Linked DNA regions of Sus scrofa: region 2 is linked to region 1. Evidence: chromatin contacts called from public Hi-C data. All regions are on one chromosome and are shown on one strand. Each heading gives the region's core, a stretch centred on a gene start, on an enhancer-like site or on the middle of the called end of the contact. The rest is flanking DNA. Distances are from core to core; before and after follow the strand shown. Region 1 overlaps DNAJC1 (dnaJ homolog subfamily C member 1). Region 2 holds the start of SKIDA1 (SKI/DACH domain-containing protein 1).

Region 1 (6,381 bases), core at 1,506-4,005:
TGGCACACGTTTGATCATTGGCCCAGGAACTTCCACAAGCCACGGGCACGGCAAAAAAAAAAAAGAATCTCTGTTTGCCTTGGGTTGGGAGTTGGAGTTGGGGTTGACTGCAGAGGGATTTGAGAAAATGTTTGGGATGACAGAGGTATTTTAAAACTGGATTGTGATGAAAGTTGCACAACTGGGTAAATTTATTTAAAAAGTCATCAGATTGAATACTTAAGATGTGTGAATTATCTGTAAATTTTTCAGTAGTGCTGTTTAAAATATTTGAGAGGTACTGTAAAAAAATGATGGAGTGGCAAAAGTAAATTAAACGTAGCAAAAGAAAAAAGCCAGTGGTAAAGTAGCAGCCTTTCATTATGGCTTCTATACATCAAATAGACTTAGGAGTAAAATTTGAGCCTTCTTCAATTTTGAGGAAAGTTTAAGAGGTGGCACATCTTGCTATTGATCACTAGTCTTACACTGGTGATTAGAATAATTCACTATTCCTTCATTCAGCAGTGATTTATTGATGGTTTACTATGCGCCTGGCACTATTTTAGGAACACAGCGTTGGACAAAGCAGACAAAATTCCTGCTCTTATGGAGTTCACATTTTAGAGGAAGAGAATGACAATAAATTGGTGATTTCGCACACACACAGATAGTTAAAATGCTTTGGAGACATGTTGGGGGAGGGCTGTGATTCTGAGCAGGATAGTCAAGTGAGCCATAATTGAAAGGGGGACATTTGAACAAAGGTGATATTCCTCCTGGAGGAGGAAGGTTGTGAGCCATGAGAGGAGGGGAGTCCATTTCAGGCAGAGAGATTGACACATGTAAAGGTTCTGAGCAGGACTGTTCCTGTGTGTGTTCAAGAAACATCAAGGAGTTGTGAGTGTGGAAAAAGCCAGAGGGAAAATTGTTGGAGTTGAGATCAGAGAGATAATGAGAGATCAGATCCTGCTTACTTTATAGGCCTTTTAAAGGACTTGGAGATTTTAATGTGATTGTAAAACCTTTGGCTTTTGGGGGAAAAAAAAGTGTGGTAAAATATATAAAACAAAAAATTTGCTATTTTAACCTTTTTTATTTTTACTTTTCATGGCCACACTTGCAGCATATGGAAGTTCCCAGACTAGAGGTCAAATTGGAGCTACAGCTGCTGGCCTACACCACAGCCACAGCAATGCTGGATCCCCAACCCACTGAGCAAGGGCAGGGATAGTACCCACATCCTCATGGATACTAGTCAGATTAGTTTCCACTGAGCTATGGTGGGAACTCCCCATTTTAACCATTTTTAAGTGTGCAATTCAGTGGCATTAAGTACATTCACAGTGTTGTAGAACCCTAACCACCATCTGTTTCCAAAGTTTTTCATCACCCCTAAACTGAAACTCTGAATATATTAGGCAGTAACTTCCCATACTCCCTCCCCCAGAGCTGGTAGCCTCTAATCTGTTTTTTGTCTCTCTGAATTTGCCTATTCCAGCTACTTCATATAAGTGGAATCATACAGTATTTGCCCTTTGTAGCTGGCTTATTTCACTTATCATAGAGTTTTCAAGGTTCATCCATTCTGTAGCATATATCAGAACTTCTTGCTCAGTAATTTTCCAGTATTTTACATTCATCTGTTGATGAACTTTGGTTATTTCCACCTTTTGGCTATTGTGAATAATGCTGCCAGCGACACTGGTTTACACATATCTGTTTGAGTCTTTGTATTTAGTTTTTTAGGGTATATACTGAGAAGTGGAATTGTTGATCATGCTGTAATATGATGCTTAACTAATTGAAGATCTGTCATACATACCGTTTTCCATAGTGGTTGTACTGTTTTACTCTCTCACCATCGATGTATAAGGGTTCCAATTTCTCTACATCCTCATCTACACTTACTGTATTTCATTTTTTAAAAATAGCCATCCTCGTAGTTCTGAAGTGGTATCTATTATAGTTTTGATTTACATTTCTCTAATTATTGCTAATGTTGAGCATCTTTTCAGGTACTTTTGGCCATTTGTATATCTTCCCTGGAGAAATCTTTTCAAGACATTTACCCATTTTTTTAACATGATTATTTTGTCTTTTAATAGTTGAGTTGCAAGAGTTATGTATTCTGGATATTTACCTGTTATCAGGTATATGATTTGCAGATAGTTTCCCTCTTCTGTTGCTTTTTCACTCTTTTGATAATGTCTGTTCATTGACGTCATTTGTTTTCTATAGCTTATGTTTTTTATTCCTTGATTTCTCCATTACTGCCTGGCTTTGTATTTGGTTGATTTGTGTGTGTGTGTGTGTGTGTTGCACCATTTTTATTCTCTTCTTTAAAAAAATTTTTTTTAGTTATTTCTTAGTGGTTACTTAGGTTGTTAAAACTAGCTTGTTGTTAAGTTTAAGACATTAATTGCAGTCACTAAGGACTTGGACTTCCTATCTGAGTGAAAGGGAAAGCTGTTGGAGGTTTTTGACTGGATCTGTTTTTTGTTTCAGTCTGGCTGTTGTGCTGAAAACATACTGTTGAAGGAAGGGGCCTGGCAAGGGCTGACGTCAGGAGCTGTGTTAGAAGTTTTTGTAATGATCCAAGCAAAAAAAGGGATGGTTGTTTTGGACTCTAGTGGTACTGGTGAAGGTGTGAGTGTTCAGATTCTGAGTATAACTTAATAATAGAACCGTCAGGATTTGCTAATGAATTGGATGTGGACTGTGAGAGAAAGAGGGGTCAAGGGAGACACCAGAATTTTTTGGAGAGTGGATTTCTGTTTGGAGATAGAATTTCATTTGGGGATAGAATTCCAAATTTTAAGAGATCTACATAAAATGGATTTTTCGTCAATTTTTTTAAAAGTGTATTCCACATGCAGGAGAAACTAAAACATCTCAAGGATATATACATTTATATGTTGACTTTCTGTTTTGTTTGTTATTAAACTGTCAGGATATATATTGAAGTTGATTCCTTATACCTTCCATGTATACTGTTTGCAAAACCATGCTTTATTGAGAATAATGATCATTAAATACTGCAAGATTGAAAAGTGACAAAGGAAGAAAGGAAGGAAAGGAGGGAGTAAGGGAGGGAAAGTAAAAAAAGAATTCAGTTATATTTATAGCATCCTTACCAAATGAGCAAAGCATGTTAATGACTTCTTGAAAAAAACTTTAGCAAAGTCATTATCCAAAAAAAATTTTTTGCTGCTGAATCTGATATTTAAATACAATCAGAAAAACCTCATCCCTTCCATTTACATGAATGTTCGGAAAAAGCAAATCTACAGAGATAGGCGTAGAGATCTTTTTGAGGTACTGGAAATATTCTAAAACTGGATGATGATAACCTTGCACAGCTCTTTGCATTTACTAAAAAACCATTGTGTACTTCAGACAGATTGCTTTTATGATTTATGCTCTAAGTAAGCAGTTTAAAAATATAAATGAATCAAAAAGAAAATTAAACCCTCATTCCTTGATCATTCTGATTCATATTTTGATACTTAAGGGGAATATTTTTGTTAAACTTTTTAAATCCAATTATAGTTTTAATTTCATTCCCTACTTATGTATTTTATGTATTTAAAATAGTGTATGTTTTATACAGTGGTGTTCTCAATTAAATGTGTCCAATAATAAGCTAAATCCCTGGTAAAAACAAATGTTAAGTAGCATATCGTGTATGAAAATGAATATTAACATCAAAGCCCAGCAAAGCAATACATAAATGGAAAAAAGCATGTGTTAATTATAAGTTCTTTTTTTATTACAAGGAATTATAAGTTCTTTTTTTAATATAAGGAATATGTTTTGGTTAATGGTGATATAAAGTGGAAGATTTCTACATGTATACATATATGAAAGTAAATTCATTTAAAAAGAAAAAGATCTAGGAGTTCCCTTGTGGTGCAGTGGGCTAAGGATCCAGTATTGTCACTGCTGTGGCTTGGGTTGCTGCTGTGGCACAAGTTCAATCTCTGGCCTAGGAACTTCTATATGGCCTTAGCACAGCCAAAAAAAAAAAATCTAGAGGGATGTATATGCACCAAACTGATAACCATAATTACTTCTACTGAGGGATTGGGGTTTGCCAGGGAGGATAGTTAAGGGGGATGTTTTACTCTATGTTACTTAAATTTGTGTGTGTGTGTTTATTCATGCATTACTTGTATAGCTAATAGATAGCAAAAGTACAAAGACTTAACTAAAAACGAGGAGTTCCTGTTGTGGCACAGTGGAAATGATTCTGACTAGTATTCATGAGGATGCAGGTTCGATCCCTGTCCTCACTCAGTGGGTTAAGGATGCGTCATTGCTTTGAGATGTAGAATAGACTGCAGATGCGGCTTGGATCTGGTGTCAGTATGGCTGTGGTGTAGGCCGGCAGCTACAGCTCCAATTCGACCCCTCACCTGGGAACTTCCATATGCCATGGGTGCAGCTTTAAAAAAAAAAAAAAAAAAAGCAACAACTACAAAGAAAAAAAAGATCAGAGCCTAAATGAAGGCAGTGAGAATAGAGAAGGTAAAAATGTGAAAAATATTTGGTTGCCAAGTTGATATAGTACAAAATCATTGCAGAGATCAACAGAGAATAGATAAGTAAATTATACTGAATTAACTAAATGGAACTATGAACATTACTTGAACATAAACATTATAAAAATTTTTAAATTTATGAAACAAAATAAAAAATTGATAGGTGTACTGACTAAAAGGAAAGAATATACACTGTAGTATGTACAGTTTCGTTTACAACAGTAAAAACAAGTAGGAAAATGAAGAAAAAGAAATAAAGATGACAATGAGAGAATTTAAAGTTAAATGAATGGAAGAGCACTTATTACCCTGTATTTTCTTTAAAGAATTTCTGAATAATCAAAAGTAGTTGGAAAGAAACTTTCCTAAAATGAGGGGTTGAAAAATGTACATGGTTAAAATTATTGTAAAGAATGCTAGAACAAATAAGGATTGTTTGAAAGAAAAGTGTGTACCCACTTTTATACACATCTTTGAGCAGCACACTTGAAATACATACCACAGCTGCTGGCCTACACCACAGCCACAGCAATGCCAGATCCTTAACCCACTGAGTAAGGCCAGTGATTAAACCCACAACCCCATGGTTCCTAGTCGGATTCGTTTCCACTGCACCACGATGGGAACTCCACCTCTAGTGTCCTCTTTATTATTCAGTTTACTGGCATTCGAACCCATGGTTAACTAATTAATGTTTTTGTCTAATTAAGCATAATTATTTTTATTATGAATTTTATCATGGATTTGTTTATATTTCCTATGTTAGCATGGATATAGAACATAACATATGGGAAAACATCAGTAAAAAACCTGGAAAAAGATTCTTCTGGGCCTAGCAGAGAGCTTTACATCCTCTGGAAGAATCACTGCCTAGAGTGGGAGTGGGGTTGCCCAGACCAGACATGGCAGCAGGACCCCAGAACCAGCCTGATCTGAGCTGTGGACGGAAGCCCTTAGAGCAGCTTGGAGTGGACTGGTGGGCAGAAATGTATTCTTTCTGTAACCATGGCAGACACCTAGCTGGCTGGGTGCTTCTGCAGGCTTGCCTCCCTCCCATCCCTGACCCTGCACTTAATAAGCATAGCTAGGATGGTGATGTCAGAAAGAAAAAGTTTTTCCTAAAATTTGGTATCTAAAAAACTGTAAAAAAACCCAAATGTTGTTTAAAAAAATCTAACATGATGCAAAAATACATAAAGAAGCGGTATTCTCATACTTGGTCTCTCATTCCTGTTTATAAAAAGTGACTGGATTCATAAATTTGGATGAAATTTATGTATCTCTATTATTTCCTCATTTGCCTACAAAAACCTTGTATTGTGAGATTTGCCCCTTAAGTTATATGTCATCCCCTAAATAGTAAGACTTAGAATTTTTCTATCCTAAACCATCTGTAGATTTAAAATTTTCTGTATTGTGGTAAATAATTTAAAATTGAGGAAAACGAATTTCAGATTAATTGGTCATCACTTGCTTCTGCAGTGTTAGATTAAATAATCTTATATCAGTGATTTTCAACCGGAGGATTTTCAACCCTCTGATCCTCCCTCTCCCAGACATTTGGCAATGTCTAGAGACATTTCTGGTTATATAACCGGGACGGCGGGGCGGGGTGGGGGAGTCATGTTAATGGCATCTGGTGGTAGAAGCCAGGGATGCAGCTAAACATCCTGCAATATACTGAACAGCATTGCCATCCCCTCACCCCTGGTAAAGAATTGTCTGGTCCAATATGGCAGTAGTGCCAAGATGGAGAAAACCTGCCTTATATGAAAGTGAGGACTACCCAGACAGACTACTTACTTCATATCTCATCCCTACCACTCACTGTGAGACTGTGAGTGGTTATTTAACTTCT
Region 2 (6,381 bases), core at 1,145-3,644, 430 kb after region 1:
AAATGCCGTGTGCATTACTTCGCTCCAGAGGAAAGAGGTCAGACTGAATTGCAGTGGTATTTAAACATAAAATACAGTGAAAATAAATCAAAGTAGAACATTTGAAGATAAATTTAGCACATTCATATAGGATAAGTAAAGACAAATATGTTCATATCTTCATAGCCCATCACTGTAAAAACTGAAAGTGCTGATTTTTTACAATAAATGCAGAAGTAAGTGGACATTAATGTATTTCTATCTCTGTTTGCCACAGAGCATTTTCCTTTAGCAAGCAGCTTTGTTTTCAAAGCTAAAATACTTTTTATGAAGGCGTGTAGATTACACATTCCTCACTGAGTAAATAATCACATTTAATTAACAAACTCAGTGCATATCCTATATATTCCTAAATTCTCAGTAAGTAACTCCCTGGACCCTCAGAGATAGATATACACATAAATGTTAATTTGGGCATATCCACCCACCTACGTATATGCATTCGAGAAACATAGAAGTTGATATATCTCTTCTTAAAAAAGAATTTGAATACAGTCCATCATCTGAATTGGGTTCATCTTTGATTGTAGAGGCGGCTGACATGGTCAACATATTTATCAAAGAAACCCCCTGGCTTTTGAAGAATTGTACTTTATACATCTGGATCTGCACATCCAGGCAAAGTAAGTAAATTATTGCATAACTTTAAGCATAATTGATAACAGACACCTTTAATTTTTCATCCCCATTCTTTTGGCCAGCTTTCACATTAATAATCTAAGCCATAAATGTTGGTAGCTATTGATCGAAATCCCCTGTGTGCATGCAAATCCATCTTAAAGTCCCCTGCCTTTCATGTGTGAGCGCTCAGGGGCCTCTGCTAGATCTTTTTATCGGGATCGACCCCCAATGTGCCTGGAGAAGACCCCGGATATGCAACGTGTGCTGATGGCTACAAGAAAGCTGTCTGTCACATTCTGGGTGTGTGTGTGTGTGTGTGTGTGTGTGTGTGTGTGTGTTAGCGTGCAGCACACTCACGCACGCGCGCGCTCACACCTTAACACACACACACACACACACACATGCAACGATAGGGAAGTTAAAGGAACAAAAGAATGTATTAGACAAGAAGAAAGATGTTTAATAGGAGTATTAAAAATGTATAAGTGTGAAGGTATCTGAGTGCACATACAAAGATACTCGTATAAATTGTATACACAGACCCAGTTCTCAAATCTCTTGGCCTTTATTTTTCTCTATTTGATCCAACAGATTATAACTTTAGTTGTTTTTTTTTAAATCTTAATATTCTACTAGTTTTAAGAATCACCCATATTGCCGGTATTTTAAAGGTGGAAGGGGAGGAAGGAGAGGAAAAGGTGATTTTTGAAATAGCTACTAAATAATGTTGTCTTGTGCAGGAGGAATAGGAGTGTGTGTGTGTGTGTGTGTGTGTGTGTGTGTGTGTGTAATTCTAAATAGGAATCAAGAACAACTAGAACTACCTGGCCCAAAGGGGGGGAAAAAAAAAAAGAGACGTTCTAGCCAACCTTTTGTAATATCTTCTCAAAGCGTTTTCTGAGTTTACTATTTCTTGGCTGTTTGGTGGAAATCTTAAAGCTGGGGGAGGGGAATTGGACGACTATGGGGTGGGGTGGGAGGAAGAGGGCTGGCAGCATAAAAGTGCATCAGGAGGAATTTTAAAACATTATTGTCATTGGCAATAGAAAGACACTGGTCATTCTACTTTAAAAAGCAAACACCAGCATCTGCTTTTCCTGGAAACTTTGCATTCTGCCAAAACCTTTTGCATTTTGCCTCCTGTGAAAGTGAAAGAGAAAAACGCGGTGTGATAGATCCAGATGCAAAAGAAAGCCAACTCGGTGGATGGTATTAGCTGTGACGAGGCATTGTTCATTGCTGCCTCTCGGTTACGTTTAAAGCCTGAAATATCACGAGATCCATTCAATGATCCTTCTCTCATTCAAGGGACAAAAATGTAATTTGCTGTAGCTCTGATTTCTTGGATGGAAATGCTAGCCTTAGATTTCAAAGGCAAGAACTAGACATCGCGGTTTGTACACACATTGATTAAGTTGAAGAGCGGCGATTACATCTGTGCGGAGTGCAACAGTAGTCCAGGGCTGACTTTTCAAATCCCAACCTCTGAGTTACAGACGCTCTTAAATAGACTTCCTTAATTTCCGGATGCACTTCTTGAAATTCCCAATTCTCTTCAAAATTCCTGGGAAATTACATGGAAGACGAGGGTGGGGGTAGGGAACTATGGCTGAGATTTCATGCAAACTACCTTTTTGTATGTCTGATTCCTCGGTTTTTAATCTCTCTCTCTCTCTCTCTCTCTCTCTCTCTCTCTCTCTCTCTCTCTCTCTCTCGCCATACCTGCTTATGCTAGCCAGAGCAGGGGAAGCTGGAACTTTTGAATGTGAAGGAAGAAATTACTGTACAATTTTTTTCTTGCAGGGTCAGAAATATCCGTTTATTCTTTTAACCACACGGATGTCTCTATTTTTGGAAGAGCAAGGAAATATATAAATGCCTGGGTTGTATTTGTGCTGTAGTTGCAAACACCGAGCAGTTAAGAAGATTTTGCCGAATTTTGCAAAGCAGCCAACAAACCGCCTTGGGATCGTGGTAATGCGACTGGGAAGACCTTTGCTCTCATTTGGCAATATTTTGGATATCCTTGAAAATGACACCAAAATATGCCTTAATTTGACTAAGAAGAGGTTAAACAATATTGGTATTCATCCAAAGTGATTTTTTTTTTTAAAGCAGATGCTTGGCTTTCATGGAAAAAATGGGAGTTGTGGAAGATTCATTTAAACTACCAACCAAAAGCATCCTAGACCACTGAAATAGTCTGCATCGTACATCAGCACTTTCTTTTCATCTTTATTACGTAAAACCTCTGGAAGCACCTTGGGCGGTTTACATTTTCTTTTCTTTGCTACAGAAGCAGTCCCTTCCATGGAATTCTGACCTGTGGTGAACAGGACCCTGGCAAAGGCTCTGCTGGGGACTCTAGGAAGATCCCGCCTCCGATCCAGCCTGGTTAATTGTGAAAAGTGTACACATTTCTGGCTTATCTATGCTTTGTTATGGGTCTGACGTGAAACTACCTCCTCCCCAGCCCACCCCCCAGCAGAGCACCAAAATCCAGTTGAATTGTTACAGTGTTTCGGAGCTGGAGCCTTGAACTGCTTCCTTGGTCAAATAACTTTGTTTCTGTGTAAAAAGGCATTTCAGGGGTGGAAAAAAAAGGAAAATCGAGAGAAATTCAAAACGTAAGTCTGTACTGGGGTGGTTCACCGCGCGGATTTAACTTTGGAGTTCCCAGTCAGGCTCCTTCCCCACTCCCAAAAGGGAAATACCAAGCTATTCTGCACGTTTACGCTTAAGCTTCATTTTCCAAAGGAAAAGGGGGAGGGGTGTATCTATTTAGGCTTGATAATGTCTTAAAAATGCTTTTCTTTGAGATGATAATAGCTATAGCGGTAAAATGCAAATAAAGCAAAAAATAGGCAATATTCCTTTAAAGGCGAATATACAGGTTTTTTTTTTTTTTTTTTTTTTTTTTTTTTAAAGCGTACACACACTGCTTCTGATGAAGTCTGTGAGTCAGGCTGTTTCTGAGCTTCGATAGTTTAATGGAAAGATTTATATACCGACTGTATTATTTACTTTGGGAGGGGAGGTGGCAGTATAAGGGTATGCTAATTAGTGGGAGATTTTGGGGGGAAGGGGTGGAATATCAATTTTTATTGCATCACCTGTCAGGAGTGTCCAATCAGCGCTGGCTTTAGGGGAATTAATTGATGAAGGTGTCTCCGGACGAGCTCACTTCACTCTGTCATTTTATTTGTAGCTAAAGCAGCGGCGGGAATAGCAGCTGCATTTCTTTTCTCTTTCTCCCTTCACATTCCATTATCATAGTGCTCCAATGGAGAAGGAAGGAATAGAGGGGCCCAGGTACTGATCTGCATCGGGGACTTAGACCAACACACTGGCAGATCAGAAACCGGATGGTTTTTTCCCTCTTTTTTAAAAAAACGAAAACCAAAAAAAAAGCAAGAATCAAGTCAGTGTAATTTCATGTTTTTTTTTCCCCAATAATTTCGCCAAGAGTTTGGCACTCCCTTCGCCGGGAATAACAGTCTTTGTTATTTTATTAGCAGGATGCCTTGAGACACACGCAGCATCTGGTGGAGGATTACCATACATACATGTGTATGTATGCGTCACGTATATATTTACTGCAAATGGTGGGGATCGCTTAGTGCCCGAGATGGGAGACCTGAAGTCAGGTTTTGAAGAGGTGGATGGCGTGAGGCTCGGCTACCTCATCATTAAAGGAAAGCAAATGTTTGCCCTCTCCCAAGTCTTCACGGATCTGCTGAAAAACATCCCGAGGACGACCGTGCACAAGCGCATGGATCATCTGAAAGTGAAAAAGCACCACTGCGATCTGGAGGAGTTGCGGAAACTCAAGGCAATCAACAGCATCGCCTTCCACGCCGCCAAATGCACGCTCATCTCCCGGGAAGACGTAGAAGCGCTCTACACCTCCTGCAAAACCGAGCGTGTCCTCAAGACCAAGCGCAGGAGGGTCGGCCGGGCCCTAGCCACAAAGGCGCCGCCGCCGGAGCGCGCCGCCGCCGCCGCCAGCCCCCGCCCGGGTTTTTGGAAGGACAAGCACCAACTTTGGCGGGGCCTGAGCGGAGCCGCGCGGCCCCTGCCAATCAGCGCGCAGTCCCCGCGCCCGGGCGCCGCCGCCGCGCGCCCTGCCGCCCATCTACCTCAGATTTTTAGCAAATACCCGGGCTCGCACTACCCGGAAATCGTGCGCTCGCCTTGCAAACCCCCTCTAAACTATGAAACTGCCCCGCTCCAGGGAAACTACGTCGCTTTCCACTCGGACCCTGCTTATTTTCGGAGCCTGCTGTGCAGCAAGCACCCGGCCGCCGCTGCCGCCGCCGCCGCCGCCGCCGCTGCCGCCGCTGCTGCCGCCGCCGCCGCCGCCGCCGCTTACTACCAGGCTTCGGCGGCCGGGCCCCAGCCCAAGGCATCGGCTGGTTCCGGAGGCCCGGTGAGCCTGACCTACCGGTGCAAGCGCAAGCGCGGGGGCGCCAAGGACTGCCTGCTCGCGCCCCACGCCGGCGCCCGCCGCCTGCTGCTGCTGCCCAGGTCCTACAAAGCCAAGGCGGCGGCGGCGGCCGCCGGGGCCACTTGCCTGGAGAGGTTTCATCTGGTTAACAGCTTCTGCCCGCCTCCCCACCACCATCACCACCACCACCACCACCACCACCATCACCACCACCACCATCACCGGGCCCAGCAGCCGCAGCAGAATCACCACCCCCCTCATCACCACCGGCCGCAGCCCCATCTGGGCAGCTTTCCCGAGAGTTGCAGCAGCGACTCCGAGTCCAGCTCCTACTCGGACCATGCAGCCAACGACTCAGATTTTGGCTCCAGTTTGTCCAGCTCCAGTAACTCTGTGTCCTCGGAGGAAGAGGAGGAGGAGGGAGAGGAGGAGGAGGAGGAAGAGGAGGAGGAAGAGGAGGAGGGGGGCAGTGGGGCCTCGGATTCCAGTGAAGTCAGCTCGGAGGAGGAGGACTCGTCCACGGAGTCGGACTCCAGCTCCGGCTCCAGCCAAGTGTCAGTGCAGAGCATCCGTTTCAGGCGCACCAGCTTCTGCAAGCCTCCCAGCGTGCAAGCGCAGGCCAACTTCTTGTACCATCTGGCCTCTGCCGCCGCTGCAACCAAACCCGCTGCTTTCGAGGATGCCGGCAGACTTCCCGACCTCAAGAGTAGTGTCAAAGCGGAGTCGCCGGAGGAGTGGAATCTGCAGAGCTGGGCCCCCAAAGCGTCTCCGGTGTACTGCCCGGCCAGCCTGGGGAGTTGTTTCACAGAGATAAGGAACGATAGGGTATCTGAAATTACATTCCCACACTCTGAAATTTCCAGTACTGTAAAGAGAACTGACCTGACAATTAACTGCCTGGCGGAGGGGGCCTCTTCACCTAGCCCAAAGACAAACAATGCATTTCCACAACAAAGAATACTCCGAGAGGCTAGGAAATGCCTACAAGCAACTCCTACTACACACTGTGCAGATAACAACACAATAGCTGCTAGGTTCTTAAGTAATGATTCTTCAGGAGCAGCAGCAAATTCAGAAAAAGATTCCAAAATCCCTCATTGTACTGAATTTGCTACGGATTTGCCCTCTTCGCCCACTGATCCCGAGGTGGATGCAGCAGCAGCAGCAGCAACTAAAGCCGAGAATCCCTGCACTGACACAGGCGACAAGACATTGCCATTTCTGCACAATATTAAAATCAAAGTAGAAGACAGTAGTGCTAATGAAGAATATGA

Evidence for each region. A called contact is a pair of places that touch in the nucleus more often than the background predicts.
Region 2: a contact with region 1 is called in a Hi-C map of fetal heart ventricle, with 4 times the contacts expected there. The contact joins the promoter of SKIDA1 here to the enhancer-like site in region 1. A contact is called at or near these places in 5 of 47 Hi-C or Micro-C datasets (embryonic fibroblasts, fetal heart ventricle, fetal skeletal muscle and 1 more) and 1 of 2 datasets of contacts at active chromatin or transcription factors (alveolar macrophages).

Annotation. Positions count from the first base shown.
Region 1 is chr10:52,897,391-52,903,771 of Sscrofa11.1, forward strand. The region is part of intron 1 of DNAJC1 (dnaJ homolog subfamily C member 1); the gene reads left to right. Among named protein-coding and RNA genes, the nearest start is that of DNAJC1, 38 kb to the left of the region's middle. Within about 2 kb of position 2,756, at least 4 of the 83 cell types and tissues checked have an H3K27ac peak or open chromatin away from gene starts, as enhancers often do.
Region 2 is chr10:53,327,747-53,334,127 of Sscrofa11.1, forward strand. It overlaps SKIDA1 (SKI/DACH domain-containing protein 1), which reads left to right and starts at 2,395. Exons shown (of 2, transcript XM_021064948.1): 1 at 2,395-3,287; 2 at 4,176-6,381. The coding sequence starts at 4,289. LOC102158457 (a long non-coding RNA gene) reads right to left here and starts at 2,215. Exons shown (of 3, transcript XR_001299330.2): 1 at 2,066-2,215.